Regions from separate parts of the Mus musculus genome. Here regions 1, 2 and 4 are each linked to region 3. A link is a contact called in public capture Hi-C and promoter capture Hi-C data. All regions are on one chromosome and are shown on one strand. The core of a region is the stretch at or near the end of the contact, and the rest is flanking DNA. Distances in the headings are between cores, read along the strand shown. Region 1 has its middle 390 kb from the start of Gm45488. Region 2 holds the start of Pdlim3 (PDZ and LIM domain 3). Region 3 holds the start of Mtnr1a (melatonin receptor 1A). Region 4 holds the start of Lrp2bp (Lrp2 binding protein).

Evidence for each region. Promoter capture Hi-C pulls out the DNA fragments that hold promoters and counts their contacts. Capture Hi-C pulls out chosen DNA fragments and counts their contacts.
Region 1: a promoter capture Hi-C map of the 3T3-L1 cell line shows a contact between it and region 3, with 3 times the contacts expected there. The contact joins the enhancer-like site here to the promoter of Mtnr1a in region 3. A contact is called at or near these places in 6 of 39 promoter capture datasets (the 3T3-L1 cell line, the C10 cell line, embryonic stem cells and 2 more), 1 of 115 datasets of contacts at active chromatin or transcription factors (pancreatic cancer cells) and 1 of 9 other capture datasets (adipose tissue).
Region 2: a contact with region 3 is called in a capture Hi-C map of embryonic stem cells, with 4 times the contacts expected there. The contact joins the promoter of Pdlim3 here to the promoter of Mtnr1a in region 3. A contact is called at or near these places in 1 of 39 promoter capture datasets (hippocampal neurons) and 1 of 9 other capture datasets (embryonic stem cells).
Region 4: a contact with region 3 is called in a promoter capture Hi-C map of liver, with 5 times the contacts expected there. The contact joins the promoter of Lrp2bp here to the promoter of Mtnr1a in region 3. A contact is called at or near these places in 4 of 39 promoter capture datasets (hippocampal neurons, liver and stem cell-derived epiblast-like cells).

Annotation. Positions count from the first base shown.
Region 1 is chr8:44,091,203-44,095,767 of GRCm38.p6, forward strand. No RefSeq gene overlaps it. Among named protein-coding and RNA genes, the nearest start is that of Gm45488, 390 kb to the left of the region's middle. Within about 2 kb of position 1,804, at least 29 of the 459 cell types and tissues checked have an H3K27ac peak or open chromatin away from gene starts, as enhancers often do.
Region 2 is chr8:45,882,683-45,887,193 of GRCm38.p6, forward strand. It overlaps Pdlim3 (PDZ and LIM domain 3), which reads left to right and starts at 2,805. Exons shown (of 8, transcript NM_001374652.2): 1 at 2,805-2,990. The coding sequence starts at 2,898.
Region 3 is chr8:45,066,070-45,070,926 of GRCm38.p6, forward strand. It overlaps Mtnr1a (melatonin receptor 1A), which reads left to right and starts at 3,038. Exons shown (of 2, transcript NM_008639.3): 1 at 3,038-3,333. The coding sequence starts at 3,141.
Region 4 is chr8:46,008,902-46,013,439 of GRCm38.p6, forward strand. Lrp2bp (Lrp2 binding protein) reads left to right here and starts at 1,701. Exons shown (of 9, transcript NM_026278.3): 1 at 1,701-1,899; 2 at 2,213-2,333; 3 at 3,045-3,157; 4 at 4,168-4,281. The coding sequence starts at 2,234.

The sequences.
Region 1 (4,565 bases), core at 554-3,053, 980 kb before region 3:
ATATGTAGCAGAAGATGGCCTAGTTGGCCATCACTGACAAGAGAGGTCCCTTGCTATTGCAAACTTTATATGCCCCAGTACAGGGGAATGCCAGGGCCAAGATGCGAGAGTCGGTGGGTAGTGGAGCAGGGCAGAAAGAGGGTATAGGGAACTTTTGGGATAGCATTTGAAATGTATATAAAGAAAATATCTAATAAAAAAAAGAATTAAGAAAAATTATCCTTTGCAGTCTGATGAGCTCACCAGCAGATACACAACTGTAGACAGTGAGTCTATCTTTCCCAGAATCTTTTAGTAGCCATATATATCCCCCCCCAATATAACTAATTGTTGACAGGACCACACTTGCACAGGCCCAGTGTAGGTAACAGCAGCTCCTATGAGTTCAAGATTCATGATTGCGTCATTTTTAAAATGGATGGCACTTTACACATTTTCCCCCTATCTTCTGACTTTTGTATTCTTTCCAGTCCTCTTCCATGATATTCCTCATACTTCAAATGGCAGTTCAGGCAAGCTCTCAATAATTTATTCTTTATTCTCAGCAGTTCTGGTCCTCTGCATCCACCTCTGTCCACCTGGGTCAACCCTGGCCTCATCTTCTCTTCCCCATTCATACATCTGGGCACACTACCTACTTTTAATGAAATGAAATTTGTCATTTTATAATATCACTGGAAAAAGTAAGAGGCTCTTGGTGGTTAAAGTGGAGAGAGGACATAATGAATATGAAGGAAATATGTAGGAAACACTCATCATATTTGCCAGAACTTCAATAAACTTATGTTTTAGAAATCAAATATATATTGATTTTAGTAATGTTCACACATTCATTCTTCCTTCTCTTGGATTTTTGTTTATTTCTTTTCACAGTCCCTTAGAAGATTAATAAAGCAATCTAAAATTACAAATTGAAGCTGTCTAAATCAAAGTCTTAATCCTACAATTAAGACCTACTTTAGAATTTAAGAAATGTAATAATTATCTTGATAGGATCAATGTAGTCAAAGAATAAACATATGTAGTTCTCGACACATCAAATTTCAAGTCATTCTCATATTAAGATGACCTATTTTAGAACAAAATGCTCTAATCTGCTCAGTAGTAGTTTTTAAATCCATACTGGATACCTCACCTCAGCGATGAGTTTTTTTTTTTCTTGTCTCACTTACATTGTATGTCTTCCTTTTGGAATTTAAAATGTAAACTGAGCCATGCTACAATGTTAAAGAAGTTATCTGAGCAAATAAAAACTATTGAATTGAGAAACTCCAAATCAGAAGTTGAAGTTCCCTGAAGGTTGGGGAGGAGAAGTTTTTATAAGATGAATATGGAAGCCACACAAGAAAACATTTGATTGACTCTAAAGTTTGATTCACATAGTCTACCCCTCTGGGAAGTTTCTAGTTATGTTATTATAACTCAGTCGACTGCTTCACATTGGTTGAGTGTAAGTTATGTTTTTCTTTAATATAGGTCCTGACATTACATAACTCAAGTTAAAATTTGTATGTGTTTGCAAATTAAGCCAAGTTAAGATTGCATGTAAGGTCTTGTTAGCTACACAGGGGTTTTTCAGGCCTGGTTTGTATTTCAATTTACCTTAACAGGAATTTCTTTTCGTCTGAAGGAAGACTGTTTTGCGGGGAAAGGTTCTACTGGGAAGGCAATTAGGACAACATTGCATGAGTTTTCCAGATGGAGTCTCTCAAAAAAATCTCTCAAAGCCACAGGTGAAGGAAACTGGAGCATAAAGAGATCCCAGAGGGAGAAGTAGAGATTTGAATATAGGGCTGCTGTAATGGTGTATCTCTCCAAGAACATCTCCAAAGCAGAGGACTGCTGCAGACCCACTGAACTTCCTCAGGGCATCCCAGCCCCTGTCAACTCCCAATGAATTCTGTGACTTTAACTTTTGAATCCTTATTTACTGAAACATCTATGATAATACCCTTCTATGAAGTTGTCCCTTTTCCTCTATGCAAAATGGCCTTTAGTAACTGACTACTATATGGCACTGTATCATTCAAGATTCACTTCAAGGCTTACTGTGTGGAATCCTTTTGACTCAACCCACAATGGGCAGCTTTACAGTTTTAGCTACTTTACGATCTTGCACAAATTATGTTAAGTGGATGTCACAGTGTGTTGGAATGATTTGGACCTAATCTGGCATTTCATGGAGGGTTGGACATCCTATTTGGCATTATATGCTTAGACTTAAGCTCAATAAATATTAGCAAGTGAATTTGTGTTGAAGAAATGAGTGAATCAATCTATGCTTGAGAAATAAGACACTAGCAGATGCCAAAAGAACATTATTTTCGCCTCTAGAGGTTATGGTCTGTGACAAAGAAGCTTATCTGTGGACAGGAGTTGAATTCATAGAACCCTGCCTCATTTGGCATGCTTAGATAGCAGTGTGACAGGAAATGACTAGAGAAATTTGAGCAGGATGGTGTAGTAGCCTCTTTTACCACCTAGAAATGCTGACAGCTCACCATATTTCCTAAAATCAGCAACAAAATCCAAGTATGAATATCACTCAGTGGAATGTTATGGTTAGGTCAAAGGAACAGTATTCAGATGGGAAAATATCCAAAAACAATGGTCTGAAGAAGTAATTCTTCTCCTTAAAATAAAATTGTTTCCAGAGGCTGTGGCTTGCAGGGCAATAGCATCAGCTGATCAGCATTGGGTAGAAGATTAGAGCCCCAACACACACACACACACACACACACACACACTCATGAGAATTTGCCATCTGTGATGGCATTTCTAAAAGGATAGTGATCCAGGTTTGACTTTACCTCTTCTGGTGATGGGCATCTTTATTTAGGAGCAAGTCCATTTTACTTTAGATTATTTGCATGGTTGGAGCCAAAATCTGCCTGTACCCAGTGACTCTGCTTCCTCTGTCCAGAGCTACAAGGAATCTAATTGGGTTCTGTATAAAAGCTTCTCATGGATTTCAATGCACCAATCGTTTCCCCCAAAGCTCCTTTTCTCCAAGATTAGAAACACTCCGTTTCATAGAATAATTCCTTGTAGGCTGTTGGCTTAAAAGCATTCAGTCCTCCTTGGTCATAGTCCAATGGACACACTCTGGTGCAATCTCTAAATGTGAAAGAGCTTTGTTAATGTGCCTAAGCATTGCAGCCCACAAGGATGCAGATTTTTACTTTATGCATACAAAATACTTCATTATTACAGCCAGATATTCCAATATATTCAGTGAATAAACAGATCTTTTGACTGTGTGCCACAAATGGGGTGGGGGGGTAGGATGGAAAGGCAAGTGAAACTGTATTTGCACCAAGAAGACAACAACCTAATACAGATTTAAAAGTGTCCTCTCACATGATATTATCTAAGTCTATAATTGACAGAAAACTATGCATGATCATTAAGTAATGAATATTTTCAGCTTTTAAGAAACCATGGATCAATATTAGATGCCATGATATGGAGCAAAAGCACCTTTAAAAAACCACTGCTGTTGTTTCTAAAACCTAAATGTTGAACTGTGTTCAATCCTTCCTAATTTCACTGTGTCAATCTTGCTTTTATGGAAACATAGCAAGTACTTGTCAATTTCTATCCTGTCACTAAGACTGTTAGTTTTAGTCTTTGGATCAGCTCTAGGTCCAAGTGAAACAGGAACACAGACTTTCTGTAGACAAAATGGTTTCCGTTCTGTTTTCCCAGCAGAAATATGTGCTGTGGAATTTGGGTAATGGGAAGTGGTAAGGCATATATTTAGAAAAGACAGTTTATTCCACAATAGACAAATATAGACATTGGGAATTTTATCCACCATGACTCATAGCTGGTTTGAGGTTTCCCATCCCTGGCTGTTAGCATGTGGAGAAGTTGGGAAACAGATATAAGGGCAGCAGATTGTTTTTGTTTTCACACCAATTTCTGACCACCATACTGCAAATAGCAAGGTTGCAGTAACTCCAACCCTGCTGCAGTTAACCATGTAATAGGAATAGTCATACTTTCTTTGTCTTTGTCCTGCTGTGTTGCTTCCAGTGGCCCCTATCATGGGCCCAAACTGAAAACTCCCTTCAGGCACAAGCTTGAAAATATATACTACGTTGTATCCTTGTTGTTTCAAATAGGACCTGCCAGTAAAGTATGCTCTATTGACATGTGATTTGTAAATGTTTGTTGAATAAGTGAATGGGTTTGAATCAAAATGGTTATAAATTATTCATATGCTTAGTTGGCAATTTTTTTTAAAAAAAAGGACTGAGAGAAGCCATTGAGAGAGTCATGTTTATTTGATCCTTCTTAAAATGATAAAATTAATTATGCAAGGACTGTTGAGCTTTTCTAAATAAAAGAACTTCATATGCACTTTGAGTGTATGCTGATGTTATTTAATGGTGAATGGAGCTTATGAAATACTAATGACAGCTACTTCTTTCTATCAATGTAATGGGATAACTTCTTGTGATATACAGTGTAATGGGGCATCACAATGTTTCCCTAAAGACTTTACTGTACATTTTTTAACATAAAAAACTGTGAGAACATCAGTCATTTCTCAAAGGCCA
Region 2 (4,511 bases), core at 1,555-4,054, 820 kb after region 3:
CAAGAATATATGCATACTGAAGATTTTTAAAGTAGATTTCTTTATGATTTATTAGTAACAATTTTTGGCTTACAACTTACTTTATATTACATATGTGTGTATATATGCTATATGTATATATGTGAACCGATAATTATCAAATTTGCTCTATGCTCCCAGCAGGTTTGTAGGCCTCCTCTACACCCACCCAAATATTTTGGATTCGTGAATGAAAAGACACAAATGCAACCTCTATATTTTAATATGCCTTAACTATCTCAGTAGCTTGGCCACTCCTGAACCTCCACGTGGCTAACACACTCCCCTCCGATATTCCTGAGTAAATACTTACTAAATCTGTATTTTATCTTTGCTGCCCTGGACCCTACAGGGCAGCCCTCTGGGGCTGCTCTCCCCTTTGCACCTACATTCCTGCTGTCTCTCCCTCCTGCACCTTCCCTGTGTGGTCTGTCTCCTATGCCCTTGTCATGGTGGAATCCTTGTGTTTCTTGCCCATGAATCCTAAAAGTCCTGCCTCTGTCTCCCTGCCCAGCCACTGGCCACTGGCAATGGTACTTCCCAGTCAGAGCCAACTGTGGGCAGGGACCCTCAGCACAGATGTGAAGGTTCCTGTGTGATTTGGGGAGCTGAATTAACACAAACAATATTAGAACCAACCCCCACTATATATGTATGTATGGAATATGTATGTGTGTTTGTATGCATGTATGTATGTATGTATGTATGTATGTATGTATGTATATTCAGGTTCATATCAAATTTCCTGAATAAAAATGAGTCATTAATGGAAAAAGTTGAAGAAGCTCTGATCTAATGGCACCAAATATTTGGTGCAATGATTATATATATACGGAGAGAGAAAGAGAGTGAGGGGGGGGCAACCGGACCTATTAGCCAAATCATGAGATAGGTTTAAATAATTGGTGATGACAGTTATACAACATCTCATTATTTTTGCAACAGTTATTTGTGTGTGCAGACATCTGTGTGTGTGTAGCTGTGCATGCGTGTATATGTGGGTGCACACAGAGGTGTGGGGCAGGGTGGGGGTGTACAACAACCTAGCCAGTGACTGACAGAGGAAACGTGGTCTATAATCATACACCTATTCACAGTAGACAAAATCAACAGAACATGTTATGTTTATTTTACTGATAATTCAACAAAGTAGGACACTGGAAAATACCTGGATCTAGAAAATTGGCCTTTCTATCCCCTGAGACCCAGGCAGCCCAGCACAGTGGGTGGAGTGGTGCCATCCCTGGCTCTGGGTGGGCTGGTGACATTCCTGCCCTGAGCTTTCCCAGACTGTTTTGTTCCATTTACAGGTTCCTGGATCTGTTATCTTTGCTCCAAGCACCGTCCAAACAGAACGCTCTATTGCAAGTGCTCTGCTCTCCTGGGCCAGGATGACCCTGTGCTTGCTCGTTAAGTCCAAGACCCTTCTCTCGGGTTTTAGGCAATTCACACTTCTCTTTCCCCATCCTTGCCTCTCTTCTTAAGAATCAGAGCATCCTAACCCATAGCACCAGATACACTTGATTCTACACTACATCTAAACCAGGATGCTACCCAGACCCCCCCCCCCCACACACACACACACACACCTCTCCTCCTGGTCCAAGCAGACCCTCGAGTTGAGCTAACCTGGATTGTTTATTTTACTTCTACCATTTGTTAGCTATAGGATTTGATGTGAGCTCTTCCAATTCAGAGAAGCTATTCGCCAGCCTGAGAAATGACACCAGCCAAAACAAAGGCACAAAGACACAGGTAAAGCAATCATTACCACACCTGGACCACAGAGGTGACCAACAAATCTCCTTGGTGACCTTCTGCCGTTTCCACTTTCCCAGACGGATTCCTTCCATTTACGGGTTCTTAAATCACTTTTTTCTTTTCTCCCAGTACATCGGAACAGAATGCTCTATTGCAAGTGCTCTGCTCTGGGTCCCCTTTACTCCCACTCCCACAGACACCTTCATTTTGGCTGCAGCATCCAGAGAGGCGTCCTGACTCTTGCCTCCATGTATTAAACAGCCGTGTCCAACATGCAGAGTCTAAGCAGTGTGCTGCCGCCTGCGGCTGGGATAGTTGTGAATGTAGCCCAAACTTAAAACGAAACGTACTTAGCACGCGGTGAGATATTGAGGGGTAAGCAGGGCAAAAGAGGGGGTGATTCCGAGCGTAAACTTCACAGATAACAAAGTCATTTCTGTATCACAAAGACAAGCACAATCTGCGTGGGAACATATATTTTAATTATAGAAATACTCGACTTTTTTTGTTTTTTATGCTGTGCGGGGCGCTGCACAGAAACATTTCATTTTATTGCCACCAAATCCTTCCAATACTCCTACAAGTACAATAATTACTCCTGTTTTTACAGCCGAAAGAAATGAAGACTTTAACTTGACCAAAGCTAGATACTAAGAGAGAACATCAACGCGTGCACAAAACTGCTAAATTCCTAAGTGCCTGGTTGTGCTTGGGTTTTATTTTAATTGAAAGCATAGAGGCTGCGGTGTGATTGCTTTTAACTTCCCAGTAAAGTGCACCGCTGAGCAAGTAGACGATAAACAGGAGGACAGGTGTTACTTAATGGAATGATGGAAGCTGTAACCCGAAGCCTCCTTGGGCGGGGAGAGGTCTGGGCGACTGCACCCAGCTGGGAGCGCCTCTGACCAGGCGCTGTCTCTCACTTCCAAAGTTGGAGCTCTCCTTGGTGGGAGGGGGCGGGGAAGAGGGGAGGCCAGTGACGTCACTCGCAGCAGGGATAAATCTCCGGGACAGCATTCCCAGTTAGGTCGCAGCCCCAGGAGCTAAGTAGGTTGTCCGGTTCCGAGACAAGCGCTTTGCAGAGCCACCGTCGCTGGACCCACTCGAGGGAAGGCACCATGCCCCAGAACGTAGTTCTCCCGGGTCCTGCGCCCTGGGGCTTCAGACTCTCTGGGGGCATAGACTTCAATCAGCCTTTGGTCATCACCAGGGTAGGTGTTTTCCATTCTGATTTTGTGCTACAGGTCACCTGGCATCCGAGAGTAGCCCTGGAGTTAAAGAGAGAAACCAAGAGACCCAGGGAGGGAGGCAGGATGGTGCACTGGCGGGGGCCTGAGCTTCTGGCTCCCAGTTAGACTTCAGCAACAAGCTGGAGGATGCAAAGCAGTTCTGAGATTTAATCAAGGCAGCTCACAAACTCTGCATCCCTTTTCCTTGGTCCCCAGCCACATTAGCCAGAAAGGTCAACTGACAGTGCTGGGCTCAGAGGAGGGCTCCATAGCTGAGGGGTGCTTTTGGCTCCCCACCACACACACACACACACACACACATCAGATATGGAGAGCAAGAAAGAGGTGTCACTCTAGTGGTTATTTGGTGGCTCTACACTTGCATCTGAGCAGTTTTCTTGCCTGGATGGGAACTTCAGCAGGGTACTGTTCTCAGGGCACAGCTTGGACTGGCCAAGTCGGAACCTCTCATATCAGCCAGACAGGGAAAATATTACTAATGTGTATTCCTCCGTTTCCAGGCATTTTGGATAAATATTTTTCCAAAGCTTGGAACTTGGCTGACGAAGCATTACCTATAACTCAAACTGCAAAGAAAACCTGGGCTATAGTTTACCTGATAGAGAGCAACCACTCAGTCTAATAACTTTAAAAAGGAAGACTGTAGTAGCAAAAAACCAAACTGCCTTATTCCAGGGTATCTTAAGCAGAACCCAACAAGAAGGAGGGTGTAAAAATGAAACCCAGGGTTCCTTTTCTGTCAGCAAATTTCTAGAGTAATTGTTAAGCATCTAGTTGATAACTTCCTCAACTTTTGAAAGCAATCTTTTCAGTTACTCATGCAAGCCGTTCGAAACGTGAAAGCACAAACTTTTAAATGTTATCATTTTATGTTCCAAGTGTTATGGTTTTCTTATTTTATGCTTCTCTGCTCATGCTATATTTTATGAATACATGCTTTATAACCTGATCAATCACAGGTTTTGAATAGGGCACTGTACACACATTAATATTATTTGTGGCGCCCTAAGCTTTTGAAGAAGCCCAAAGCGTGTATCATAGGGTTGCATACAACGGCTCATCTCAAGCTTTGTTTTACATTTTTCAAAAAAACATGTAAACACATCTGACATGTGTTTTTATATGAGACATTAAAACATCCCCCCAGAAATGCTCTTAAGTAAATTAAGCAGAAAATGCTTCCATGGTGTGGGCCAAGCCATTCCTTTTATAGATTTACCAAAGAAAACAGTTTCCACTGTCTCTAAGAAATATGCCTAGTTTATAAGGTCCCACTTGCTCATATTAAGTAACAGAAGCTCTTGAATGCTAACAAAGAATACATCATATTTAAATTAAATCCAAAAGAATGGATTATGTCATAAAGACCCTTGGAGAAAATTTATAAAGGAATTATCTTACTATTACTCTGTAACATATCTGTCTAATGAATCACATGTTTGAAGCTTGGGATCATTGACACTTAAAGCAAGATTTATCTTA
Region 3 (4,857 bases), core at 1,788-4,287:
AAAAAAATCCCACAGAGGCTTTTAATGTATTCAGGACTTGTGTTCAGCAAGGTTTTGAGCAGCAGAGAACCCATTTATAGGGAAATTAATGATTCAGTTTCTCACCTGTAGTTGGAAGGAAAAAAAGAATGTATCTTTCTCTGTTAGCTACTGTGATAGACAAATGCTCTTGTCCTACCAGGAGACCTCATTCCTTTCCCAGCATGCCACTGGAGATCCAGCCCTCCTCTGAGATAAAGCACTTCTGGGTCTGCTTTGAGCTCAGGCATTCTTTCCAGGTCAGTCTCAGGAGTTGCATGGAGAGTGCAGGAGCTATGTCTTGTAGCAGTTCCCACAAAGATCACAAGTCCATCTTTAAGCTGTTCTTGTCCACTGCAGCTCTTACTGTAAACCATAACTGAAAAATCAGCTCTCTTGTGGGCCCCACTTTTCAGGCTTACTAGGTGTGTGTGTATGTGTGTGTGTGTGTGTGTGTGTGTGAGAGAGAGAGAGAGAGAGAGAGACAGAGAGACAGAGAGACAGAGAGACAGAGAGAGAGACAGCCAAGGCACATGTGTCAGAGAACAACCTTGGGCCTTGGGTGTGAGTCCTTGCCTTCTGCCTTGTTTGAGGCAGTCTTTATTGGTCCGTGTTGGAAACACCGGGCTTTGGACTTATAACTGTTCCTCTCTGCTCCCCATCGGGACACAGAGGCATGTCTGTGTGGGATCTGGAGATAAGAACTCAGGACTTTCAAAAAGGGGCTGGGATGGGAGGAACTGGGACAAGTAAAGGGAACAAAAACCATAATCAGGATGTATTAGATGAGAAAAAAAATTGATTTTTAATGAAATGTGGGAAAGGAACTTAGGTCTCAAACTTAGCAAGTTGAGCCATTGGGCCGTCTTGTTAGCCCAGTTTTGGTTTTTTTAAAAATATACAATTTACAAGGACTTCAGAGAGAAAATGGAGGAAAAAGCTTTGTGTATTTACCCCCAAATTGAGCCTTTTTGATTTTGAGTAGTGGTACCAGGAACTAAACCCAGGGCTTTAGGTATGCTAAACATATACTATACACCAGTGACACCCTCTAATTCTCAATTTCCAGTTTTAATTATTTCTAATTATGAGCCCTAGTCATCTTGCCATTATTTTTACCCACACTCACTCAAAAATGTTACACTCGTTACATTGCATTACAATGCTTCATTGTTACATCATATATTCACATACATATATCATGTCATATATCAACAATATACATCATGTCATATATCATATATATCATATCATATATTGTATTGCTATACCATATATCATCTCCTGTTTTATATAGTTTATGTTATGTTTTTCTTATTATAGGTGTCAAACATTTCTGTGGCCAATACCGGTCTATTGAGAAACACAGTCACTTAGAAATGAGGTTTGGAGCTGTGGACTCAGGGGGACTCAAGTTCAAAACCTGTTTTCACTCATGACTGATTGCATACCTCTGCACGTTACTTCACTGGCCAGTGTTGCAGGGTTTCAGCCAACATATGGCCCTCACAGTGTCAAACCCTGTCAGATTAACATCGTGTAAGACTGCCCATTTGAAAAAGCTCTCCCAGGGCTGTGCAGAGAGCCCTAGGTCAGTTGATGACCTAAGCTCATGGGTCTTTTCTATGCTCACGATGATGGGGTTCGGTCCCACTCTCCCTCTCATGCTCACTTAGTGAGGGGGCCCTTCCTTACCTCAAGTTTAGAGACTCACTTACCCACATTCCCTTAAACATATCTTCCTGTCCATCACCGATTTCCCTCATTGCTAATTTAAAACATTAACCTTCTTAATTCTGTGCTTTATTCTCGGTTTAGATGAAATCTCGCACATCCCAGGTTTGTCCTGAACAGCGGAGGATGACCTTGAACCTCTGATCCTTTGCCTTCCCTCCTGGGTGCTGGGGTTACGTGACTGAGGTGCCACATCCAGTTTATACAGCACTAGAAATGGAGTCTAAGATTTTGCAAATGCTGCACAGGAGCCCTAACGACAGAGCCACACGCTCAGGCCCCTCAATTCTGCATTGCATTTCTTCTTGAAATTATTGATGAACACAACCATTTTACTTAATATGATTTGTTGAGACAGGATTTTATACAGCAACACTGATTGACCACACAGCTCAAGATGCCCCCAAACTGGTGTTGATTCTCCTGCCTCAGCCTCCAGAGCTACGACACATTGTTTAATTTTAATACAGATTTTAATATTGTCATGTCATGCTTTTCTGGTATTCATCTTCTTAAAATGTATTTTCTTCATTTTTCTTCACTCTTTCAAAGGGACTTTGGAAATGCTTAGGAATTGGACAGCCATAAAATATATGGAGAGCATGAAAATTTAAGTGTTCAATATGAGAACATCATATGTTTTGTGTAAGTCTCCTTCCCCATGTTGAAGAAAGTTTTGGGGTTTTGTTCCATTCTGTACAGAGCTGGCTAATGCACTTCCCAGAAATCTTACACTGTGGTTCTACGTCTGCTTCTATTATCTCAAGTTTCTGTTTTCACTGATAGTTTCAAAAGAACATATACACCTGTCATCTGCAAATATTTACATTTTGTTTCGTTTAATTGCCAGAAACACCCAGAACAGACATTAAATCGTGCTATGCCAGACGGAAAGGGTGTGATTTAATATCATTATTACTTTATTTTTACACATCATTGACTATTAAAGTTGATGAGTTAGATTCTATTTTCATCTTCATTTTCCGGATAAGACATCCAGGGCATCTAGTCCTGGTTAGGATTCAAGTTCGTGAATCGAGGCCTTCCAGGGTGCAAGTTTCCCTCCACTTGATGCCTCCACGTGTCTCACCGAGTCTCGCCACACGGGGGCGCAACGTGCACGCACTGTGGGACCTCCGAGTCCAAGTTGCTGGGCAGTGGACAGCAGGTGTCAGCAGGCGGCAGTGGCCAAGTGCAGAGAGGGTGTCCTACCACCGGGAGGGGCTGGAGTGGGCAGGACAGCCGCGAAGCAATCATAAGGATGCAAAGTAGACGCGGGAGGGCCATAAAAAGTGGCGGAGAGGGCTCGAGCAGAGCTGAGCAGTTGAGGGCTCCGGGGCGACAGGACAATGGCCCTGGCTGTGCTGCGGTGAGGCACCCAGGGGACCATGAAGGGCAATGTCAGCGAGCTGCTCAATGCCACTCAGCAGGCTCCAGGCGGCGGGGAGGGAGGGAGACCACGACCGTCCTGGCTGGCCTCTACACTGGCCTTCATCCTCATCTTTACCATCGTGGTGGACATTCTGGGCAACCTGCTGGTCATCCTGTCTGTGTACCGCAACAAGAAGCTCAGGAACTCAGGTAGGGGCTCCGGGCACCTTTCCCAGCGCTAGCCCCATTGCGGGACACTGAGAAAACTTCAGAAAGTCCGTTTCTGAGAAATGAGACTTTGGATAATTTTCTCTCCTTTCTCTTGACCCTGTCCCTCTATAAGATGCCTTGACAAAGATCATCCAGGAGTCTTCAGTTCTTAGAGATGTAAAACTCTGTTCCCTCCCACAGCATCTCTTTACTCATCTAGATCAACGAACTCATCATCAGTTGTTTGGATTTGCATAAAATCCATTTCCCCCAACTTCGCAAAAATAGGAGAAGATGCAGAAGCCGCCAAAAACAACAGAGCTACTGCTTGGCTTTTGTTATCAGGTGTGGTTTTCAGCTAACAGCACCAAATTGCAAGGTAGTCTGGGAAGATGCTAAGAATGCTGAGGAAGCACCTTTGTTCCTCAAGTCAAATCTGCATTTTAGAAGATGAAAACTGTAGCGAGAAATGCATTTGCATAGAATATAGGACTAGAGTTAATTCTGTGTTTGAGTTACAGTTGGGGTTCCCTGGAGCAATGAGCTGACCTAGTTACCCTGCGTAAGAGCGTAAGAGCGGGTTGGTCGGTTCTCCCTAAGCTTTTTTATGCCTTCAAACAGCGTCAAGGTTGCTTGGATTTCTGTTCCTGGTTTGGAAGTAAACTTTTGGTAGAAGGGTAGAGGGGAATCCATTTGCTTAAATAAATGGCCCCAAATGATATTTTTGTCCTAAACCAGGTAGCTGGTGAAAACTCAAATTCAGGCAGCATGTGGCTCACCTTTGGCCTAGCTTCTGCAACGCTTCGGGCTGTGCAAAGTACAAGAATTAGTTTGAAAATATCTGATAATGTGAATTCAGTTTGGCTTAGAAAACGGGATGACTTCCTTTCACGGATGATCGGCCTAAACTAGAATCCAGTCTTCAGAATTCAATAGCTTGGTGGTTGTTGTTTGTGGAGCATTGGCAAAGCCCTAGGCTTGGTCTCCACCACTGTAATAAATGAATAGTTGGGATAAGCGAATAGTTGGGGGAGCACACCCCTTCTGAGAGCTAGGAGTCTCCACAAGCTGCACTGGGACCCTGAGCACCCATACAGAAAGTCCTTGAGTGAGCCCAAGGGTCGGGCATCAGACTCATTCACTTTACAGAGAAGGGTGTAGTGAGGCTCAGTAGTGGGAGGCTCTAATTCTTGGGGTTCCTGCCTGGAGCTCACCTACCTTGCTCCATTGGTCTCTATAACCTTTACTTGAGAAGTCTGAATCCTATGAGACATTTCCTATAAAAGGTGTTCACGATTCTGGTGGCTTGGGAAAAGTACCCCAACTGTCCTACTATTTTGAACATTATTGTCTAAGCAACTTCTTGAGTCCATATACTGCATTCCTCTCACTGTACAGAAGACCCTTGGTGAGTTTTAATTTGCAAAGCTTTAGAGCATCATATTTATATAACTAGACTACTGGCTCAAACACACCATCATTGAGTTCAAACCATTTGAGGCTCTTTTTTTTTTTTTTTTTTTT
Region 4 (4,538 bases), core at 451-2,950, 940 kb after region 3:
TTTTTTTTTGGTTTTTCGAGACAGGGTTTCTCTGTGTAGCCCTGGCTGTCCTGGAACTTACTTTGTAGACCAGGCTGGCCTCGAACTCAGAAATCTGCCTGCCTCTGCCTCCTGAGTGCTGGGATTAAAGGTGTTCGCCACCACGCCTGGCTGAAATACTTCTTTTTAAGTCGCTAAAACGACAGAAACCATGTGCAGTATTGTAGCCAGAAAACAACAACATGAGTTTAAATGAGGTTTGTGTTGTTTCTGTAAATGCTGTTTATGCTTTGTTTCATATCTGATGCCGTTCCTTGAGTTTTCTGAGGTTTCTCTAATCCAGTGGTCCTCAACCCATGTACCATGAGCCCTTGGGGTTACATACCAGATACTTACATTACAATTTATAGCAGTTATCAAAACTATAGTTACGGAGTAGCAAAGAAATAATGTTATGGTTGGAGGGGTCACCACAATATGAGGACCTGTATTAAAGGGCCACAGCATTAGGAAGGTTGAGAACCTCTGCTCTAAACCTTGTTAGATAGTAGCACACTGTATTAATGTCTTCAGAGAAATAACATCTTTTCATCTAGTTTGTGAGTGGTGGTTGACAGTAGGCTGTCATATTTGGATTGCTTTCTTCTATATATCTTACACATGTGGCTTCGTTCATTGGGAACTTTATATTCTTTAGTGGAAACTTAGATTTTGCAATATACATAATCCAATTACTTTACTTTTTAAAGATTTATTCTTATGAGTATGTGTATGTGTGTCTGCATGCATATATGTCCCATGTGAGGGGTGCCAGCAGAGCCGAGAAGTGGGTGGTCACTCTCTAGAGCTGGAGCTACAGGTGGTTGGGACCCACTCAAGGTGGCTTCTGGGAACCAAGTTCAGATCCTCTGGAAACACTTTGACTTGTTTTTTTTTGTTGTTGTTGTTGTTTTGTTTTAATTAATTTCTTTCTATTTTTATGTGTATGAGTGGTTTGACTGCATGTGTGTATGTGTATCACTAGAGAGATACATGTGTGTACATGTACACTAGGCACATGTGTCTAGTGACTGAATAAGTCAGAAGAGGGCATCCAATCCCCAGGAACTGTGTTACAGACAGTTGTGAGATGCCCTGTGGTGTGCTGGGAACTAAACCCTGATGCTCTTAACTGCTGAAACCACATCTCCAACCCAGTAACCAGCAACTTTGTTTTTTGTCTGGTTGTGGACAGGGTCTCACTATTTCGTCCAGGCTGCCTTGTACTAGCAGAGATCTGCTAACCTCAGCCTCCTGAGTGCCAGAATTAAAGACATTTCGCCACCATGCTGGGCCCATTAACTTTGTATATCAAGGAAAGGACACTTTAAGAACCTTTATTTCAAACTACAGATAAAGAAATTAGCTCTTAATTAACTCCTCCCACATACAGACATTTCAGTGATTTTATTTTATTTTTATTTTTTGCTGACTTAGTAAACCATGTCTTTTTTTTTTTTTTTTTTTGAGTTCCACTCTCATCCAATGAAGCAGCGTGTTGCCTAAAATAGTATCCTGTAAGTATGTAAATGCAGCTTTCCAATCACACAAAGCTTCTCTTAAGAACTTCTGTAGACCACCAATCAGAGAGACCTGGCCTGGGCGCTGGCTCCTGATTGGTGGAAGTAAGTTGAACCAGTAGAATGTCAAAGACCAAAACAGAAAGAAAAAAAAAAAAGCATAGCAACAACAGAGTTTGCTGTCTTCACTACTCTCAGCTTAGGCCAACCTGGACTCCTTCAACCCAAATGAGGTGGCCCCTACATTTTATATGAAGGCTCTGATTTACCATGCAGCAGTGGTCCATCTGGTAACATGGCAATCCAGTACAGACTGGAAGAGAAGACTGAGCAACAGAGCTAAAACACAGTGTATTCCCAGGTAAAACAGACGCATCCTGTCATCCGAAACGGATTACTCTGGCCAGTTTCAGTTAAAGGGCGACAGGAAAGTCCTCCGTGACAGGAGCAGCGACTGTGAGCGGTGTAGTCTGTTGCCACTGAGTGGCAGCAGTTGGGAATGACAGGACGCCCCCTGCCATGTGTGAATCCTTAGCCAGTCGGGATTTGTTGCTAGCTCAGGGTCCCTTGGCCAGGCAATGTGGGGCAGATGCTTCTGTGATGGGGAGTGAAGTCTCCCTTGGTGCTTTCCCGGGAGGAGAAATTGTAACCACCTATGTGTTCTTCCTTAACAGGACCCACATTGTGGAGACAGGATGAAGCTGAGCAGCGAGAAGTTGCCCAAAAACCCTTTCTCTCTGTCTCAGTATGCTGCCAAACAACAGAAATTCTTCCAGTGGAAGAAGGAAAAGCCCGGTATACATCTGAATAGTTAATTCTTGCTTGGAAACTATTTTTACTGAAATTCCATGTAAGCTTAGAATAAACAAAACAAACAAACAAAAACCCATGCCACTGGTTTCCAGGAGGTAGTTAATGTTATACTCCTTTCTGGCTTTCCTGGAGATTAGTGACCTTCTTACTCAGACAGCAAGCTGATCCTGGAGGTGTTTCACAATTCAAGCCTGATTACATTTTCACCCCTCCCCCCCCCAGCACTTAGGGATTCGTTCTAAAAAAGAGACGCCAGATGTTGCTTCCCTCAGAGAGCGCAACGCTGCGCTTTACTTCAAATGGATACTGAAAGCTATTTTTACATAAGCTTGTAAAAACTAAACTGGAGATGGCCAGCCCATTTGATTAGTAGTCCTAACATGGCTCAGGCTAAGAGTTTAACTCATTCACAGACAGCTTTGCCCAGTGCATGCAGAGACTGCATTGGAGTGCCTACCCGGCAGTGAACCCTCACCCAAGCACAATAAACACTTCTTGATTATGCCAGGTGTGTGTTGGTGCTGTGATCATGACTCTGCTTAGGTTATGTTCTTTCTCTGAGCTAAGCTTTAGGGATGAGAAGTTGGAAAGAAACTGAGATTAACAGCATCTAATGAATTCTACGTTACGTGTGGCTTCACGAGAGAACCTGCACGTTATATAACTAACACCGTTTTTGCCTTTCTGAATCAGATTATTACCTCCACGCTAATTTGGTGGATACAGCATTGCAGTTCCTGAAAGAAAGAATAAGAAGAGGGGATGCTATGGCATATTTTCTAAGAGGCCAACTCTATTTTGAAGAGGTAACAATAGTTCTTCCTCTTCTTCCTCCTCCTCCTCCTCCTCCTCCTCCTCCTCCTCCTCCTCCTCCTCCTCTTCTTCTTCTTCTTCTTCTTCTTCTTCCCCTTCTTCTTCCCCTTCTTCTTCCCCTTCCCTTCCTCCTCCTCCTCCTCCTTCTTCCTCCTCCTCTTCTTGGTATAATTGTATTCTTAGGATTAATTGTTGGGGCTGTTAGTGTACTAGTAAAGTAGTTGAATAGGGTTGATAAGACCCTAGGTTCCATCTGCGCATCACACACACAAAGCAGAGGCAGAAGATGGTCCCCGCAAACTTTCAAATGAGTCTCTTACACTGTTATGTCAGAGAAATTCTGCGAAATCACATAGGCTGTGGTTGTGGCCCACAGATATAAGATTAAGGAGACATCTGAACCTTCTTCAGAAAAATTATTCTAAAGGTGTCATTTTGAAAAATCCATCTCTATACTGTAAATTTTGTGGTTTTATTTGTAATATGTAGTATCATTAACAAGCTATTTGCATAGGAACAATAATTGAAGTCCCTGATTATTGGGTATGAAAAGTACCTTCTCATATATCCTATACAGCATGAGGAGACCATTTCCTTATTTATCCACATCGTAGTGGGATAGCTCTGTAGGTAGAGAGAAAGACCTTCTGTGTGCTCTCACTTCAGGTCCAGTAATAGAGCGTCAGTTATTCATTGAATTCCAAAGGATTGCGTAGAGTCCCTCTGGATCCTTTGAGTCACAGACTCGGTTTTCTCTAACCGTTTGATACTTGTGCCTTCATTTACTCTATAAATAAATACCTTCTGAAGGCTTGTTTCCACACCCTCTCTGAGATAGCACGGCCTGATGGCCTAAGCCGCTGTCTTCTCAGTTTGGGCCTTCAGTTCCAATATGGCTGAATCATTTGTTAACTGTGTCCTTAGGCAGAAATGACCATTGTATGCTGCTGTTTGGGTTTACTATAAACACATAATAAACTTAAATACTCTCTGTGGCTTTCAGGGCTGGTATGAAGAAGCCTTGGCACAGTTTGAGGAAATCCAGGAGAAAGACCATCAAGCAATTTATCAGCTAGGAGTGATGTATTATGATGGGCTGGGGACCATTGCAAATGCTGTAAGTTATCATTTTGTCCATGGTTTTTAAGATTCCACTACCAATGGGCTATCTGATGGAATCGAATTGTATTTTTAAAAATCTCTATTTTAACATATTAATATATCACTTTCAGTATTCTAATGGATACTGATGTCACTGCACACATATATAAAAAACAAAGTTAATTTCTTTTGGTCCCTTCCCACTTTGTCCCCATTCAGGTCCAAACCTAAACTAGCAGCTTCTTGACATAACTAGATTCAACTGTCAGAAAC